Regions from separate parts of the Mus musculus genome. Here all the other regions are linked to region 2. Evidence: chromatin contacts called from public HiChIP or PLAC-seq data. All regions are on one chromosome and are shown on one strand. The core of a region is the stretch at or near the end of the contact, and the rest is flanking DNA. Distances in the headings are between cores, read along the strand shown. Region 1 overlaps Acbd5 (acyl-Coenzyme A binding domain containing 5). Region 2 holds the start of Pdss1 (prenyl (solanesyl) diphosphate synthase, subunit 1). Region 3 has its middle 52 kb from the start of Apbb1ip.

The links. HiChIP or PLAC-seq counts read pairs in DNA pulled down with a chosen protein or histone mark.
Region 1: an H3K4me3 HiChIP or PLAC-seq map of pro-B cells shows a contact between it and region 2, with 2.7 times the contacts expected there. The contact joins the enhancer-like site here to the promoter of Pdss1 in region 2. A contact is called at or near these places in 20 of 39 promoter capture datasets (the 3T3-L1 cell line, 3T3-L1-derived adipocytes, the C10 cell line and 15 more), 2 of 15 datasets of contacts at CTCF or cohesin (the NIH/3T3 cell line and large pre-B cells), 7 of 484 Hi-C or Micro-C datasets (the N1E-115 cell line, bone marrow-derived macrophages, cerebral cortex and 4 more), 10 of 115 datasets of contacts at active chromatin or transcription factors (acute myeloid leukemia, bone marrow-derived macrophages, embryonic stem cells and 7 more) and 3 of 9 other capture datasets (adipose tissue, liver and pancreatic islet).
Region 3: an H3K4me3 HiChIP or PLAC-seq map of bone marrow-derived macrophages shows a contact between it and region 2, with 3 times the contacts expected there. The contact joins the enhancer-like site here to the promoter of Pdss1 in region 2. A contact is called at or near these places in 3 of 39 promoter capture datasets (hematopoietic stem and progenitor cells, neutrophils and pre-B cells), 1 of 484 Hi-C or Micro-C datasets (Th1 cells), 7 of 115 datasets of contacts at active chromatin or transcription factors (the SCID.adh cell line, acute myeloid leukemia, bone marrow-derived macrophages and 3 more) and 3 of 9 other capture datasets (adipose tissue, liver and macrophages).

The regions. Positions count from the first base shown.
Region 1 is chr2:23,095,954-23,098,930 of GRCm38.p6, forward strand. The region is part of intron 10 of Acbd5 (acyl-Coenzyme A binding domain containing 5); the gene reads left to right. Among named protein-coding and RNA genes, the nearest start is that of Acbd5, 28 kb to the left of the region's middle. Within about 2 kb of position 1,283, at least 8 of the 459 cell types and tissues checked have an H3K27ac peak or open chromatin away from gene starts, as enhancers often do. A contact at or near this core is called in pro-B cells, where this site is marked.
Region 2 is chr2:22,894,066-22,896,785 of GRCm38.p6, forward strand. Pdss1 (prenyl (solanesyl) diphosphate synthase, subunit 1) reads left to right here and starts at 1,457. Exons shown (of 11, transcript NM_019501.3): 1 at 1,457-1,697. The coding sequence starts at 1,566.
Region 3 is chr2:22,720,428-22,723,470 of GRCm38.p6, forward strand. No RefSeq gene overlaps it. Among named protein-coding and RNA genes, the nearest start is that of Apbb1ip, 52 kb to the right of the region's middle. Within about 2 kb of position 1,289, at least 80 of the 459 cell types and tissues checked have an H3K27ac peak or open chromatin away from gene starts, as enhancers often do. A contact at or near this core is called in the SCID.adh cell line, Th1 cells, bone marrow-derived macrophages and 3 more, where this site is marked.

The DNA.
Region 1 (2,977 bases), core at 33-2,532, 200 kb after region 2:
TGTTGCTCTTGCAAAGGACCTAGGTTCAGTTCCCAACACCTATATCAGGGCTCAGAACTGCGTGTAATTCCTGTTCTGGAAATTGAGCACCCTTTTCTGGCTCTGTAGACACCTGCACAGACATAAACATATTCTCTCTCTCTCTCCTGCACAGACATAAACATATTCTCTCTCTCTCTCACACACACACACACACACACACATACACACATACACACACACAGAGAGAGAGAGAGAGAGAGAGAGAGAGAGAGAGAGAGAGAGAGAGAGAGAGAGAGGAGAGGGGCAGACAGACAGACAGACAGACAGATCTTAAAACATACCATACTCCAGGTGAAGACTACATTACTGTATTGGTATTCTTTTGTACTGCTGCAGTGCTGAAGAACTATATGTAGAGTCTGTGTATTTGGGAGAAGCTTTTGTACACAAATACATAGAAGTAGAGACGATATCAGGGATTGCATTCTATACTCAGTTTACTGACTTTATATAGGCCTAGCCCTTTACTTGCATTATATATAGAACTGTATCCAGAGCTTAAATTAACTGGGGTGTGCTTTCACACTTATTTCCTGCTTATACCTTTGAACCAAGAGTGTGTGGGAAAGGCAAGAAGGAAATACCCTTAGCTTCTGTTATGAGGAAAGATCAGTAACACTCCATTTCTATAAGAGTATACAATAGCTGGGTGTGGTGGAGCATGCCTTTAACCCCAGCACTTGGGAGGCAGAGGCAGGTGGATTTCTGAGTTCAAGGCCAGCCTGGTCTACAAAGTGAGTTCCAGGACAGTCAGGGCTATACAGAGAAACCCTGTCTTGAAAAACCAAAAAAAAAAAAAAAAAAAAAGAGTATACAGTATGCTTGTTTCTTACATGTGAGGACTCAAATCTCAGCAACACACTACACACGTGGACACATGTGCACAGAGAGAGAGAGAGAGAGAAGGAAGGAGAGGAGAGAGAAAACACATGAAGGACAAGAGGGGAACAACATAAACCTCTCATTAGCTTTCTGAAAAATAAGTTGGCAATACTAAAAACCTTGACAAATTTGAAATATTTTGATTCAATAGCATCATATTACAATCTGTAAATCTGTACTAAAGGCATTTGATGGTTAATAATTGGTTGCCAACCTGATAGGATTTAGGGTCACCTAGGAGTCAAGCCACTGGGCAGGCTTAAGAGAAATGTCTAGTAGATTAATTGATCTAGGACTTTGAATAAAAAAAGAGGAACTGAAATAAGCACTGGTATTCATTGAACTCTGCTTTCTAACTTCACACCCACTGTGATGTGTAGCCCCATGCTCCTGCTGCTATGTTAGCCCTGTGATGGACTTCCTCTTGACTGGAGGCCCAGATAAAACCTACCTTCTTCCTTCAGTCTGTCCCTCCCTCCCTCCCTTTCTCTTTTCTTTCTTTCCTTCCTTTCCTTTTCCTTCCTTTCCTTTTCCTTCCTTCCTTCCTTCCTTCCTTCCTTCCTTCCTTCCTTCCTTCCTTCCTTCCTTCCTTTCTTTTTTTTGAGATAGGCGCTTTCTTGACTGTCCTGGAACTTATTCTGTAGATGAAGCCCGCCTCAAACTCATAAAGATCTGCTTGCCTCTGCCTCCCAAGTGCTGGGATTAAAGGTGCATGCCATTACTGCTTTGCTAAAGCTTTCCTTTCTTAAGTTGCTTTGACTAGGTAATTTGTTCAGCAACCAGGAAAGTAACTAACATAGGAGTCAACAAAAATTTAGAGGTAGATTAATATACAAAGACATTTATTGCAACATTATTTGTATTAACAAAAATTTGGTTTGAAGCCTGAGAGATGGTAAAATTTCTTGCTACATACACCTGATGGTTCAGTCCCTGGATCCCACAGTGGAGCAAAAGAGTGATTTTTGATAGTTGTCCTAGGACTTTCATATGTGCCATGGCACACAGACATCATACACATAATTTTAAAATAATTGTAGGCTTTTTTTTTTTTTTTTTGAGATGAGGTCTCCCTATATAGCCCTGGCTATCCTTGATCTCTACATAGACTAGACTGGCCTTGAACTCATAGAGATCTGCCTGTCTTTGACTCCCAAATGCTGGGATTAAAGGAGTACAATACCACACCCAGTCTTTTTTTTTTTTTTTTTTTGAGATTTATTTATTTGCTGGACAGTGCACGCCTTTAGTACTTGGGAGGCAGAGGCAGGTGGATTTCTGAGTTCGAGGCCAGCCTGGTCTACAGAGTGAGTTTCAGGATAGCCAGGGCTAGACAGAGAAACCCCGTCTCAAAAAACAAACAAACAAACAAACAAACAAACAAACAAAAAACCCAGATTTATTTATTTTGAGTGCTCTATCTGCATGTACACCTGCATGCCAGAAGAGGGCATCAGATCCTATTGGAGATGGTTGTGAGCTACCATGTGGTTGCTAGAAACTGAACTCAGGTCCCCTGGAAGGACAGACACTGCTGAGCCATCTCTCCAGCCCCCACACCTAGTCTTAAAATAATTGTTTTCTGTTTTTTTTTTGTTTGTTTGTTTGTTTGTTTTTTTTCTGACAGAATCTCATGTATGCTAGGCTAGCCTTGACCTCTTTATGTAGCCCAGGACTACCTTGCACCTCTCCTTTTCCTGCATCTACCTCCCAAGCATGTGCCACTCACTGTACCTGGTTGTGTATTAGCAGAATTTTATAATTTCTGGTCCGGTGTGCAGAATGGTTGAATCAATTATTTCATTTTTATATTAAGGAATTTATGAAATTATATAAGTGTTTTTGGAGTAAGAGTCAGTGGTGGAGAGAAATGCTTGTAATATGATTTAAATAGTAAATAATCATGAAGGATAAGGCCAAGTTTTAAATCAGTGCATATAAAAAAATAAGTGGTAATATAGGAAAATCTTAGTAGCTAGATATTTTAATATGTATAAGGAGTATGCATCTTATAATTTGAAATCCCATTTATGTGTTAGCAATATATTGAAAC
Region 2 (2,720 bases), core at 207-2,706:
ATGACTTCACATATATTTCCTAGTTATCTTGCATCTTGGATACTACAGCTCAATGATTTTGTGTCTGTGTTGGTAATGAGGGTCTAACCTGGGACTTGACTATACTAGGAACGTGCTCTTTTGCTTATACCACAACCCACTACAACTTCTTTTTAAGAGCCAGGGCTTTTGTTTTAATCTGGATAATTTTTACATTAAAAAATGCCCAGCAGAATTGTGGATTGCTATCCTTCTCCCTGTGGGTTATTCCTGTTGCCCTACCTGCAAAGGAAGATTACCAATAACAATATACCACAGGTCATAACATTGTCAAAAGAACATGAAAGTATTTATTGCTACACTTATCTAGGCAAAGCCTACCTATTTGATTATTTCATTCACTCATTCATTAAGTAATTTGTGGTGTTGGGATGGAACCCAGGATGTTGTGCATGCTAGGAAAACACCCAACCACTCAGTCAAAACCCTAAACAGCAAACGTTTTATTTTGACAAGTTTCATACATGTATAACCTCCATTTTTAACATAGAAACCTAATAAGAAAATAATGAGCTCAACTTTAGGGTTAACCCTCTTTAAGTGTGTTGCAAACAAGAAAAAAAATTATGATTCAGAAAATTACAGCTGGTTTATTTCTTCCTAGGAGGGAGACTGGGAGGAGAGGGGGGTCGAGATGTAAAATGAATTAATGAATGAATGGGAAAAAAAACATCAACATGGGAAGGCAGTAAACTTCTTCAGTCTCCCCAGCGCTTGCCTCTCATTGCCTCCACCTAAGATTATGGCGTAAGATTATTACGAGCATGTATAATCATTTGATGAAAGTGTTATAAAAATGCTGTTTCAACTTCGGAATAAATCCGACATGCGACAGGCAAAATGAACAAATGAAACAACGACAATAAAAACATTTTCTTGAGCATCCTGAGCTGCACTGTATGCATTAGCAAATAGAGTTGGAAATGGGGACGCAGGTCGGTAATCTCAGCAGCAATAGGCTGAGGCAGGATGGTCAATTTGAACCCAATCTGGTCTATACAAAGCCAATCTGGTCTACACGGCGAGATAAGATAACGAAAAAAAATTAATTTTGCGTAGTTCATTACATCCAAGGGTTGGTCTCCCATATCCAGACATGAACAAAACCGCTAAACTATGCATGTATACATCTCTAAGGCTTTCAGGATAGAGTCCAAAAGCTAAGAGATAAGGTCAACTTAGCTTCTGTTACACAATAACCCACAGCGTAGACTAATTAGAGGAAGTTGGCACGTCCACTCGGAGCTTGGCATTGCGAAAACAATGGCCTCAGGGTTAGCAGGTACCGGAACCAGATTTCTGCACGCTTTGTCCCGCGTAGGACAACAGTTCGGACGCACATTTCTGGATAAAAGCGGACGCGGCTCCCGACTAGAGCCAGTGGCTCCGAGGAGGGTTGAAGAGGACAGGCGACCGGGTGGGGAACAGGGTGCGGCTTCGCGCTTCCGGTGCCCAGCTTCCGGCTCCGGGTTTGGGCTTGGGGCAGAGGCGGAGCTACGGCCCGCCGCGACTTTCAGACTTGAACCATGGCTATGCGCTGGTCGTGCTGGCGGCGTGGCTGCTCCTGGAGGCCGACCGCGGTCGGGAGCCCGCGGCGGGAACGACCTGGCTGTGTGGAGCCTCTCGGAACACGTGCCGCCTCGGACACCCGCGCGCAGGTGAGGCCGGGACGCGCGCGCTGTCCGCGGCGTAGAGGTCACCATGCCAATGACAGCCGGCGATCCAATGAATGGGAGGATGCGCACGTGCGCCGGGGCCTGCAGTCCCCACTGGGTGGGACACCCGGGAAGTGGGACTAGTCGCGGGGCCAGAAGTGCGGAGCTGCTGATCGGGCATCCAGAAGACATTGGGGTTGAGGTAGAGGGAGCGGCGGAGCGCAGCCCTGTTAAGCCGGGGCTACCCGGGTGTGTCGAGAGGACAACCAGAGCCAAAGGGACCTCTGCTTTCACTTTCCTAGCAATTTCGGGTTTCGGATCCAGTTAGCCTCAAAATTCGGAAAGGGTGTTGTAGCGACGCAAAGTGATGCTAGCCAGGGTGGACTTCAGTGCTGCAGGTGCTTACAAGAGAACGCACGCCTGAAAGGCGCTGGAAGGACACTAGAAGGAGAAGAGCCGAAGGGTGTCATGAGAGACCTATGACTTCTTTGAAGTAAAATCATTATCTAATTAGTAATTGCGGATTCTTAAAACTGTCTCCTACTGCGTTTGATTACAAATTCATTTTCTTTTGGTTTTTAGCCCTGTAAATGACTCTCGCTTCTGTGTGAGTTGGGTCAGTCCGTGCCGTGCTTTACCTGGCAGTATCTGCAGACTGACTTTTGAAGTTAGTGTTTTTTTCACTTTGGGTTTTGGAGACCTTTCCGGCCACCGAGTAATTGTATAAGTAATTCATCTTTCATTTTAAAAATAATCACCCACCTCTTAAATTTTAGTACTATTTGGTACATTTCATATGTCAGTGTACTTATCAAACTCTATACTAGGAGGAGATGTGTAACATTTATAAATATGTGGCTTGTACTAAACAAGATGCATAAAACGGATTATCCAAAAAAGAATTTGGAGAGAAAATGCAAGCTGCTCTAAATAGAAAGAATAACAAATAAGAGAAAGAGAGCATGTAGGAAGAATCTTAGAGGAAGATAGGCTTTGTAGGGATCCATTTTGATACTGCAAGCTAGA
Region 3 (3,043 bases), core at 39-2,538, 170 kb before region 2:
ATGTCATGTGTGTTCTTTTGTGATTGGGTTACCTCACTCAGGATGATATCCTCCAGATCCATCCATTTGCCTAAGAATTTCATAAATTCATTATTTTTAATAGCTGAGCAGTACTCCATTGTGTAAATGTACCACATTTTCTGTATCCATTCCTCTGTTGAGGGACATCTAGGTTTTTTTCAGCTTCTGGCTATTATAAATAAGGCTGCTATGAACATAGTGGAACATGTGTCCTTTTTACAAGTTGGAACATTTTCTGGGTATATGCCCAGGAGTGGTATTGCTGGATCTTCTGGTAGTACTTTGTCCAGTTTTCTGAGGAACCGCCAAAGTGATTTCCAGAGTGGTTGTACCAGCTTGCAATCCCACCAGCAATGGCAGAGTGTTCCTCTTTCTCCACATCCTCCCCATCGTCTGCTATCACCTGGATTTTTTATCTTAGCCATTCTGACTGGTGTGAGGTAGAATCTCAGGGTTGTTTTGACTTGCATTTCCCCGATGATTAAGGATGTTGAACATCTAAAATATGAATTTTAAGGAAATGTTTCTACCTAGAGTTTCAAGCATTTTAAGTACAATTTAATTATGCCCTCATGACAGCAATATGTTTTGCATTGAGGCTTCATTTGGAATACATTTCCTCAGAACTGAAAGAAAAGGGATGAGCTGCATTTGGCCAGGCAGCTCTTCCCTGTGAGGTCCCTTCCCTTAGTGTACAATGTAACTGTGGGTGGAAAGCTCATGAAGTATTTAGTCTATAACCAATAGATATTTGACAGAAACATAGCAAACCAACATTGAGTTGAATGCTTAAAGATGTATGTTTCTTTCTCAATCCTTTCTACCTTATAATCATATCACAAAACTATAGTTCTCTAAACACTGACTCCTTGAGATGAAACCACCTGATGCCCTTTTATATTGCCACTGTTGTAGCTCATTTTAGCATTTAGTCAATATTTGGAAACTGTTACCAATGCTACTACGCTCTGGTAACTGGTGTTCACTGACACCCCTATAGTTTCAGCTCATTACCCCTGCAGGGTCTGACCATTCCAGTGTCTTCCTAGAGCAGTTTATCTCCTCAGCCACCATTTATTTCAGGCAGTGTTTATACTCAAATTCTTTCTCTCTAGTGTTCACTTCTCTGTCTTGGGGATCATCCTACCTGAGGAAAATTATATTCTGTCAGTCTTTTTCTTATCTTCTGGTCCTCCCATGTGGAAGGAAATATGGAGAGCAGCCCCACCACGTTTGTGTGAGGCTCTGAGGCTCTAACCCACACTTCCTGTGAGCTCTCCTCGGCATTAGCAAAGTTCTAGCTTGTGCACATCTTTCACCTCTATTACTAAGGACACACAGAAAAACATTTGGTATTCGTGCCATTTTTCTTACTTTTCGTCTTTAATTCTCTATCGTGATTCTTAGAAATGGAAGTGCTTTTCTTTTTCCGTTTTATCTATTCTTCTTACGTAATTATAGTCCTCCATTTCCTTTCACAAACACAGGGTGGATCTGAGCACATTTAAATCAAAAGAAAGTGTGTCTGAGTCACAGGCATACTGAAATGGCCTGACTGCTTGCTCTGTGCGCTATGTTTGAAATGCCATACTTCCCCCCAGTGGTCAAGTGTGAAATAACAACCTTTGCTGTATAATGCATTGGAAGTCTCTAAAGAGAGACCATTGTTGGAGATGTAGTCTCAGCTGCAATAGAAACCCAAGACTGGAGGATCATTGAGAGAAGCTGAGGCTTGGCACCATGTGACAATGTCAAAGTCCCTGAAGAGGCCAGACCAGTCCATTTTTGAAGATGCTGGCTCATCATTGTAGATGTCTGAACCAACTTGAGACAACCTCTGTGCACAGCAGCAGGTGTGGAGTGAAACCAAGCCCACCAAACAAGCTGTTTGTACTTCATATGCCAGAGCCAAAGAAGTGGAATTGCCAAAGCTCTTCAGAACATAGAAGTTCATGAGTGTCCCAGATGCTGGAAATGGAGCTCCAGGCTTGACTGGTAGGATAGATAATGTTGGTTGTATGTTGATTTGATTGGAACTGTGCTCTAACACTTCACTCCGGAAATCATGTGACATATCTTGGAATTTACAGGAGCCCATCGTTAAGAGACTGTATTTTTAAAGAGAATTTGAACTTCTAAAATGTTGTAAATTTTCAAACAATGGGGGGGGGTAAAGTTATTGTATGTTTTACTTGTGATACTAACATGAGATCTTGGAGATAGACAAGAAAGAAAAGATTATGGTTTAATAGTGATGTATTTGTGTGTCAAGTTGACAATGGTCAATTTGTGTTGGTTAATTTTTTTTCAGTTTGACAGAAACCTAACATACCTGGAAAGAAATTTCAATTAAAGAATTTATGTTGGGCATATCTGTGGATCATTTTCTTGATTATTTATTATAATGGGATGGCCCAGCCCACCCATCCCTGGACAAGTGGCTGTGTATAAAAGCAGCTGAACACACCAGTAAGCAGCATCCCTTCACAGTCCCTACCTCAGGTCCTGCCTCCTGGTAGCTGCCTGAGTTCCTGCCCTGACTTGCCTGTGATGCATCCTGATACAGGAGTTAGACAATGACACAGACTCTATCTTCCCCAGTTGTTTTTAGTCATGGTGTTTTAGCACAGAAGCATACTGCAAACTTGATCAAGTAGAATTCTACTACCATACAGCAAACAGTACAAATTAGGAAATGTGCATACATGCTATAGGAGACAGGAAGTAAAGAGATACAGTAAGAAACCACAGACCAAACAGACGGTGCAAATGCACACCTTCAGACCATCTTCTAAGAGCTGATTCGGTATAGACTCAACAATGGATTAACCCATAATGAAGTGGCACCCTCATGATTGCCTGTCAATAGTGCCACCAGCTGAAGAGCAAGCCTCAGTATATGAGCCTTTTGGGTAGATGTTTCATATTCAAATCATACAGAGATTGGCTTGGAGCAGGGCCTGCACTAAGCTCCGGTTGCAGTATCTGTGCTCTAGCTGATCACAAGCTTTGGTTGCAGCCA